Regions from separate parts of the Mus musculus genome. Here all the other regions are linked to region 3. The links are chromatin contacts, called in public HiChIP or PLAC-seq and promoter capture Hi-C maps. All regions are on one chromosome and are shown on one strand. Each heading gives the region's core, a stretch centred on a gene start, on an enhancer-like site or on the middle of the called end of the contact. The rest is flanking DNA. Distances are from core to core; before and after follow the strand shown. Region 1 has its middle 46 kb from the start of Ids. Region 2 overlaps 1700111N16Rik (RIKEN cDNA 1700111N16 gene). Region 3 holds the start of Aff2 (AF4/FMR2 family, member 2).

Region 1 (2,845 bases), core at 218-2,717, 960 kb after region 3:
ACACTAAACTTCCTCAGTACCAAAATAAAATATGGCCACCCACCCCTTTGAATGACATTTAGAAATGATGCTATTTCCTGGAACTTGGGATAGTGAGATGTGTACATTTGTATTTTGCTCCTCAAAAGAGGGGAAAACTGCAATAAATTCTTTTACCAATTTCACCTTATACGTCACTGTCAGGTGTATTATCAGCTTGAATATAGCCCTACTTCTGGTATCCTCAGAGAAGTAACCACTAAGAACAAGACCCTATAAACATAGTTCCTAACACAGGAGACATTTTCTTTTAGGGCTAAGGCCTTTATAAATTCAGTGAGCTCCCTGAAACTCTATGTATAAAAGTACATCGAATATGCCTGTGAGCACACGGCACTGTAAACCTAAATGTGGGATCCCTTGGAAACCCCAAATAACACATGGCTCAAAATCGGTTAAAAAATGTTTCCCAACTTGGTGTTATAGTCCATATCCTAGCATTTATGAGGCTGAGGCAGAAATGCTGTCATTAGTTTAAGGACATCCTGAGCCACCAAACAAGTATCAGGCAAGCTAAAGTTATTTAATGACAGTTTGCCTCAGAACACCAATAGTTTTAAATAATTCATCTCTTTATAATGTGGTAACCTAACCAAGCAATGTTCCTGATAAATGCTATCTACTACCAGGCATCACCTCTAACTAGTGCCTGGTGACCTTGGTTGACATCATTTCATCTTCCCCCATTTGCAACAATGCAATGCCTACTTTGTGTTAACCAGCATCACTTCTGCTATCTCTAAAAATGTCAGAAGAGTTTTACTATTTCCCTCTGTTAAAAGGAAGACGTTATCAAAGTCAAATAACCACCCTTTTGTCAGCAATCAATTCCTCACCCCATAGATGGCTTTGTGGGTTTTGTACTAGTAATGTGGTTTTTGTACAAGTAATTCCTACTGAAATTATTCCATCATTCAGAAATCAAAGGACTTCTTGTAGAAAGCTAGCTGTGCACAACACAAAAATACCTGCATTTCTTCCTTCATCTTACCTTAGGAACCAAAAAGAAGTTACACACTAATCTCATGATAATGAAATGAAAACATGAATGACTATTAAGAGCATAGGACAAGTATAAATTTGAAAACCACACCACCATCCCCTCAAAGAAAGCATTTCTGTGAAGGTGAATAGACTGATAAAACATTGCATATTTATCATGATGGTGTTTGCAGGAGCAATCCCACTGAGAAAGCATTCCTGGTGGCTACAGCATTGGCTGCCAGCCAAAATCACAGACTATAAACAATGAAAATCTTTCCATGAAGAAAACTTAGGGATAGAACTCACTTGGGGTCCGGGGCCTTCTAAGGAAGTGCTCAAGCCATAATTCAAAGTAACATTTTCATCAGTCCAAGGTGGCAGGCAGGATAAACGACCTGGCCATGAATGCACATGTTGAGAGGGGCCTGAGAGAGAGGCCCTCAGGAAATACTTGTGGAATGCTGACTCCTAACCCAACACTCCTGTGCTAGAGAAAAAGGCCTTGGGGAAGGTGTTAGACCACAGTGGGATGCTAAGCTCCTGGCCAGTGAAACAGTGAAACACTGTTGACTTTCTGTTGAAACAAGTTTCTAGCTTTACCAGCCCCCTAATTCAGGGTATGTGCTGCCAGGTTTTTATGATATATAGAGTTAAGAAGATTGAAGACGCCCCTACGTTGGGTCTGAACTCTGAAGTCTAATGCTGACCTCGTCCAGGATAACAATGTTCTCTGAGACAACTACTCTGAGTAGGCAGACATCCAGACATTTTGTGCTTTACTTTTCGGAAGTGTTGACATTTTCCAGCTTTTGAAGATGCAAATTTGTGACATGTGAAATGAAATGTGCAGTACCAACCTCTTTAAAAAGGAAAGAAAAAAATCTACTAAAAAATTCTTTCCCCCTAGGGTCACTGGGTTGACTATACTATGAGCTGCTAGTTACTTAACTGCACCACTAAGGATTAATTTCTAACTCTCCAAGTTTAAGGGTATTAGAGAAGGATGGAGAGGAGAGCTGAGTAGAGACAATGAGGAAGAATAGTAAACAGGACTACAAACAACTGTGGGTAAGCTAGGGTCCATGCCTCCTAAAAAGGGGGCGCATTCTCACTAGGAGGCCACGAAAAATGATCTTAAATCAACTATCTGTGAGGATGAACCTTTGTTCTTTTCTCAAGATATGACACACTGTAGATTAATGGAATAAAGTAGTGGAAACAGAAGGCAGGGAGCCATCTCAGTCAGTAAAAGCTCTTGCTGTGCAAGCAAAGCGACCTCAGTTTACTCTTCAGTACCCACACTTTGCAAAATGCCATGTCTGGTGGTATAATCTTTTAAGGCCAACCCTGAGAAGGCAGAGATAGGAAGATCTCCAAGCTTGCTGAAAGCCAGCTTAATATACTAGTAAGCTCCAAGACAGTGAGAGATGGTATCTATAAGTTCTATAAACAACTCCTGAGGAACCGCAACATTCTCTTCTGACCTCTACACACACACACACACACACACACACACACACACGCAAATGCACACACACATGTGTGGAAAAATAAGAAGGGAAAGAGGGCACCTTCCTGTGCCCTGTGGATCATGGCAGTGGCCTGAACAAGAGCTTTTTTTTCAGGAATCTGGTGTCTGAGATCACAGGAAAGCATGGAGAGCTGGAGGTGATGATTAAAACAAACAAACAATGAGGCTCAAAATATCTGTAATAGAAAAAGAAACATCACTGAGATAACTCAGAGGCACTTTGGGACTTTTAATTTGAGGTTGTCTCTGAGCAATGAAGAGTCCAAGAGACCTGAATCATTTGGACTTGCC
Region 2 (2,898 bases), core at 107-2,606, 730 kb after region 3:
TATATTTTTATCCAATAATAAAACACATGTTTGACAACTGAAACTCTTGGGCATAGGCTAAATGATTCTCTAGAGGAACATTATAGAACTTGGGGAAATGGTATACATATCTAGTTCAACATAGGGAAAAAATCACAAAGCCCTCTGTAATGCCAACCAGTCTCAAACCTTTAAGAGAGGACCATTGTCACCCTGACTTCCATATAGAGACTATTACAACACTAAGGCACAAGGTAATGGTGGCCACAGCTTGGCAGCAACTTTAAGAACCAACAGGCAGAAAGACACATGAGACCCAGGATAATAAATGGCAACATAGGTATTAAGCCAACTATCTTTGCTGTTGAAACTGAAGTAGCTCTGAGCATGGAGTTTTGGGGTTTTTTTCCTGCCTCATTTTGCCACAAATTATTTCTCCTACATGTCGTCAATGGTCCTATGTATCACTACAGAAACATCATTTCTTTTATTAGAAGTTCTCTCTTTCTCTCTCTCTCTCTCTCTCTCTCTCTCTCTCTCTCTCTCTCTTTCTCTCTCTCTCTCTCTCTCTCTCTCTGCCACTCACACACACACACACGATATATCCATTTTTTGAAATTTGAAATGCTTAAAATTTGAACAACATATAATCCAAGGATTGCATGTAAGGAAGAGTAGATTTGCATAACACTCTAGTTATAAAAGTCACACTTTGAAGTCATGACTAATTATTCCAAGTATACTAGCTAACAGTTTGTGGCCTCTAGTACATTACTTTACGCCTCAGAGTCCTGACTAAAATAATGTTTCATAGCTTATGAAATCATAACTCCATGGCTTGTTAAATAATCTGCTTAATATTGTGAATGACCAGGAGACATCTGACCTCAACCTAGAGCCATCTAGAAGTCAGGACCTCTAGCCTAATCACAAACTGAACAATATGTGACCTCATGATTCAGATACTGGAAGAGAGTTTACTGAGCAAATAGAACACTCACTACTATCCCTTAGGTTCCAATAGTCCAAACAGGATGTGATCTTCAGGATCAAGACTTGACTCTATAATCAACTAATACTTTGACCTCGAGTGAGTGCCTTTTGTCTTCTCTGAAACTTTGGGATGTGAAGCAGTAAATTAGATGATTTCCAAAGGCCTCCCTGTTTGAAAACACTGATTTCAAGAAAAACATACTGCAGAAGAACTGTGCTGTACAGGGATTTGAAAACCTCTCACTTGCTAATTCCTGGGGGGTAGAGAGGCAAGGCAATATAATCCTTGTTTTCATAACCTAGAGCTGTGTCTAGGGCCAGGCCAGAGCAGCAGATGGACGGACCCAACTCCTAGATGTTTGTAATTGATCGGGACACACTATAATGAAGTAATTTTCTTGTCTTCATTCCCCATGTCAGCAGGGGCCTGTCTGCCACGCAGGAAGGGTGACAGAGTAATCTGAGCTGCAGCTGAAAACCTGCTTTTTCTCCACAGTTATTTAGCCTGCCACGAGCTGTGGCAGGGGTGGGAAAGAGTCCAGACAAGCAGGGAGATTTGGCTGCTCTCAAAATATCATATAGGAACTTTAAAAATTGAACTGATTTATGCTCTGTAATGTTTTCAATAATGTGTAAATTAAGTTAGAACTTGAATCTGAGTTTAAGGAGAAATTCTATGTTACCAGCCATGAAAGAACCACAGGGAAAAATACTGATTGTATGATAACATTCCTTCTGCTTTACCAAGAACTTCATTTTGCATAAATAATGGATTCTGAAGTAGGATATGTAACATGCATTACTATTTAGCATCCAAGAATCTCAGAATTACCTGAAGGTCTAAGAATTCCTCTGGGACTTACGAATCTCAATTCACTTGCCTCCAAGAATTGCAAATGCAAGGCATTGTCATGAGAACCTGGCACAAAATTTAACCTTCCAATTTGAGCCATGAGCATTATGGACCCACATTCTTCCTCTAACCAGATTCTGGATTGGGGGGAAACCCACTGGGAAACTATGGAGAAGTTGGTGCGTCACAACTCATGGACACTGCTAAAGGCCAAGTTGTAGGACTCAAAGTAGCTGGGGCTGTGGATTGCCTTCCACGTGTTCATTCTCTGAGCCAGAATCTCATTTTTCCCTTAAATTTTTATTGTTTTGCACTGTTTTTAACCTCAAAGATTTTTACACTGGCTAGATTTGCAGTGAACATAAGAAAATACCACTAAAGGAAAACCAGTTGCAGATGGTATTAAAAAAAAAAAGCAGAAAACATAACTTAGATCTATCTCCATGGTGCAGACCATTTATAGGCATGTACTAGCATTTGTAACTATCTAGACAACTCTCCTGAAGACAAGAGACCCTGAGTGTGTCAGTAAAATCAACCTATTTTGTATGAGTCTGATTAAAAATAAAAATAGCGAATAGATTTGGGGATGCTGTGCTTGTCTTCTTAGTCCTATTAGAACCATCAAGTGGTGTTTGCCCAGCTTATGGACAGGCAAGAGTAATTTCATATTGCATTGCTAAAAACCTTTATTAGAAATTAACATTATAGCTAGTCATAAAAAGTACAGAAATATAGTGAGTAGATTTGAGAGAACATGTTATTATATGCTATGAATATGTTACACAGAAGTTTTGAAATGATGCTCACAGCTATAATGAAACCAAATTATAGTGATGGAAAGTTATACTGGACAGAGCATTGGCCAATTGGCCAGTGTTTCACACTGGTGGAGTAGACAGAGAAATAAGGCAATTGAAATGGGAAAGAGACAACTGGAGCTTGACCTCTGTACATGTTAGGAGTAGTTCCACCTTGTCTGAAACAAATAGAAGGTTAATAACTTTTAGATCACTGGAAGAATGAGAGCTCAATTCATTACATCAAACATACCAGTAAGGCAAGTCTGGTAA
Region 3 (3,022 bases), core at 497-2,996:
CTAGAACAGAAGATAAACAAGAACACAGATAATGTGTAACCCCACTCACACTACTTTTAAATGTTGTAACTCCCATTTCTAAATCCTGTAGTAGCAGCCATATCCTATTGGACTTAACACAACCTGTACCAGTTAACAACCTGATTTGAAACATGGTCTCCCTTTGGCTGTCCATTGGTTGATTTTCTGTCAGTTCACTAGTATCTGTAGAAGACTTGGGTTCGTGCAAAATACACATTGGGTAAAGTCCCACCGAATACAGAAATTGTAGCATCTTGGAGCTTTACTTCTCCATGTCAACAATGTGCTTTCTTCCCCTTACCTAAATAAATAAATAAATAAATAAGCCCTGGGTGTAAGCAATCCAAAGATAGAGCTGTGGTTCTTTCTGTTATATGGTGTACAGCTTCTCTCGTTTAAGGTTGCAATCTGACTTTTTTTTTCCCTCCCCTCCAGGAGAGATGTTAGATCTTGAGCAAATGACCTAGTGGGGACTCCTAGTTCGTCAAGATCAAAAAGCAAGGCTATCTAGATGGTTTTGAGTGTGTGAGGTGATTAAAAACAAATATTCAAATAGGAAAAGGAAAGAGATCAGGATAAGCCTGATGGCCACTAGGGTAATACTTTAGTTGTACAGATGGGAAAACTGAGGCTAGGAGGTTTTGTCAATGTTGTCTACCGCTCTGCTCACTTCTGGCCCTAGGATTTCAGCACAGTGCCAATACTGTACCTTCCCGGTAAGGACAGTAGGAAAGTAATTCAGATGTCTGGGACTCCAAATTGAACAAGCCTTTATAATCCTGTATATCCTTTTTCTCTTGAGTAGATGAGGAAACTTTTCCTTTGAGGAACTCGCTAAAGGAATGGATTCATCCTTTCCTGGACTAGAAGGACAAGCTGGAAGGAGGAGAGGGGTGTGGTTAAGCCCTCCACGTGCAGAGAGACTGTTCTCAAGCCAGAAGGGAGAAAAGCAGCTGGTGCGTGGGATAGTGGGCACACACCCAGCGGTTTTCCTGTTTCTCAGAGAAGGAAAATGCAGGAGGTTTTTGCCCAAAGCTTAAGGTTGGAAGAAACTAGTACTATAACCACTTATCCCAAGGACCACTCAAGGGGACGCCCTTTATCCCTCCCATTGCAGCTTACTAAATCCAGGGCCCAGAGCTTGCTGACCTACTGAGGGACCAGTACTACTTCAGCCTAAGAGGATATTGCAGCGTGAACTCGGCTGGGATGCGCAGCACCGCAGAAATGGTGAAGGTGACCGCCCTGTCCTCCCTGAACACACATGCCCCGTGATGCAGCCCAGAGGGATGCTGGGGACGCAAAAGTTTGATCCAGTGGTCTGAAAAGAATGTCTGGGCAGGGACTACAGGCAATGGCAGCAGGGCGCTAGCCCTTCCTTGCAGCAGTTTGTGCACTCTTTTCTGATGGCAAATACTACATCCCAGTGGTAGGTTGGGGTGAGGGTGTCCCATTCTGCTAGTCTACACTCTGGTACAGTGAGACCACCTTCTGTGTTCCCCTGTCTGGGTCCCAGGACCTCCTCTGGGTCCTGGGCTAGGTCTGAGTCTTCAGCTCTGCAACTGCCCCCATCAGCTGATTTTGACAGGGGGTGGGGGGCATCCAGGAGCAAGGGCGGGCGGGGCTAGCCCCTGCCAGATCCAAGGATGATAACGTGTCTGCTCCATGTCGCGGCTTCGAGCTGTCCAGGCTCCGCCCCCTGTGAGTGTGTAAGTGTGTGATGCTGTCTCGGCCGCCGCCGCCTGTGCAGCCGCCGCCGCCGCTGCTGCCGCCCCGGCTGCCGCGCCGCGCCACTGCCACTGCCTCGCTCGCCCCCGCCTCTGCCGTCGCCACCCGCCAGCAGCCTGCCAGGCGGGCGGCCCAGGCGACCCCAGCTCTAAGCGGCCGCCACCGCAGCCCGGACGCGCTGGGCAAGCGGGCAGCCGCGGAGCGAGTGGACCAGAGCGGGAGGTCAGGCTCTTGCCTGCCCGGTGCCATCGCTTCCGCTGCCGCCACTGCTCCGGAGCGCAGGACTAGGTACCCCGGGCGCCCGCCGCTGCCGCTGATGCGGCCCCAGCACTTTTAACCGGGTAGGAGGGCCAGAGAGCCGCGCCGCCGACCGCAGCCAGAGAGCCGCGCAGCTCAGAGCCGCGCCGACACGCAGCGAGCAGGGACAGACGGCCGCCAGCCGCCGCCGCCCCGCCGCTATGGATCTATTCGACTTTTTCAGGGATTGGGACTTGGAGCAGCAGTGGTAGGTGTTAAAATTCCCCTTCTCTTTTGATGAGCGGGATCCCCGGTCTGGTCTGGGCTTTTCGCCTTTGTTAAGAGGAGCCAGAGCTGTTGTGGGGGGCGCCCCGGACACTCTCCCACTTGCTCCCAGACACCTCTAGCTTTGGCTTCAGTGACTCCTTGGTCGGGTGCTGGGATGGGGGAGGTGCGGGGACAGGGAAAGATGTGGGCAAGAGCATCCCTTTGCACTCCAAGTCTAAAGAGTTGCAGCCGGCCCATAGCAGCTTCAGTGCCACCCACCCGCACAACAACCTCCTGGGGTCTTTTCTCACCAGTGGCTGATTGGGTAGGATCCAGTCTTAAATGCTTTAACTTTCCAGTTGCCAGTGCCTGCAGCCAGTGGCGGGAGAAAAAGCGACAGCCAGGTACCCAGAGGCCACCCTCAGCTTGCTCAGCGGCCACCGCCCACGCTGTTGCCACCTCAATCCCCACCCAGAAAGGCATGGGTCCAAAACCTAATGCCTATCCAGCCTAAGTTCCTCTTCTCAGAGCAGCGTCTTCAGGGGCCACTGCACTAGGGACCTCCAGTCCAGTTGCCTTTAGCGCTTGACTTTCAAGTGGAAGGGTGTTTGAAGTTGGCCCCTAAAGTCTTCAGCTCCGAAGTCAATGAACATTTAATTAGCCTCTGAACCCCCATTGGCTTCCCAGTGGGAGGCAGCCTTAGGTTTGTGTATTGGACACACAGCTAGAATCCCCAGGTTTAGCCTGCTTTAAACAAAATACCGTAAAG

Evidence for each region. Promoter capture Hi-C pulls out the DNA fragments that hold promoters and counts their contacts. HiChIP or PLAC-seq counts read pairs in DNA pulled down with a chosen protein or histone mark.
Region 1: a contact with region 3 is called in an H3K4me3 HiChIP or PLAC-seq map of embryonic limb bud, with 7 times the contacts expected there. The contact joins the enhancer-like site here to the promoter of Aff2 in region 3. A contact is called at or near these places in 7 of 39 promoter capture datasets (the 3T3-L1 cell line, cranial neural crest, embryonic stem cells and 4 more), 3 of 484 Hi-C or Micro-C datasets (cerebellar granule neurons and cortical neurons), 5 of 115 datasets of contacts at active chromatin or transcription factors (embryonic forebrain, embryonic limb bud, embryonic stem cells and 2 more) and 1 of 9 other capture datasets (embryonic stem cells).
Region 2: a promoter capture Hi-C map of second pharyngeal arch cranial neural crest shows a contact between it and region 3. The contact joins the enhancer-like site here to the promoter of Aff2 in region 3. A contact is called at or near these places in 4 of 39 promoter capture datasets (cranial neural crest, frontonasal cranial neural crest, hippocampal neurons and 1 more), 1 of 484 Hi-C or Micro-C datasets (uterus) and 2 of 115 datasets of contacts at active chromatin or transcription factors (astrocytes and embryonic forebrain).

The regions. Positions count from the first base shown.
Region 1 is chrX:70,318,009-70,320,853 of GRCm38.p6, forward strand. No RefSeq gene overlaps it. Among named protein-coding and RNA genes, the nearest start is that of Ids, 46 kb to the right of the region's middle. Within about 2 kb of position 1,468, at least 4 of the 459 cell types and tissues checked have an H3K27ac peak or open chromatin away from gene starts, as enhancers often do. A contact at or near this core is called in embryonic limb bud, where this site is marked.
Region 2 is chrX:70,093,100-70,095,997 of GRCm38.p6, forward strand. The region is part of intron 3 of 1700111N16Rik (RIKEN cDNA 1700111N16 gene); the gene reads right to left. Among named protein-coding and RNA genes, the nearest start is that of 1700111N16Rik, 49 kb to the right of the region's middle. Within about 2 kb of position 1,357, at least 3 of the 459 cell types and tissues checked have an H3K27ac peak or open chromatin away from gene starts, as enhancers often do. A contact at or near this core is called in second pharyngeal arch cranial neural crest, where this site is marked.
Region 3 is chrX:69,358,585-69,361,606 of GRCm38.p6, forward strand. It overlaps Aff2 (AF4/FMR2 family, member 2), which reads left to right and starts at 1,747. Exons shown (of 20, transcript NM_008032.3): 1 at 1,747-2,254. The coding sequence starts at 2,208.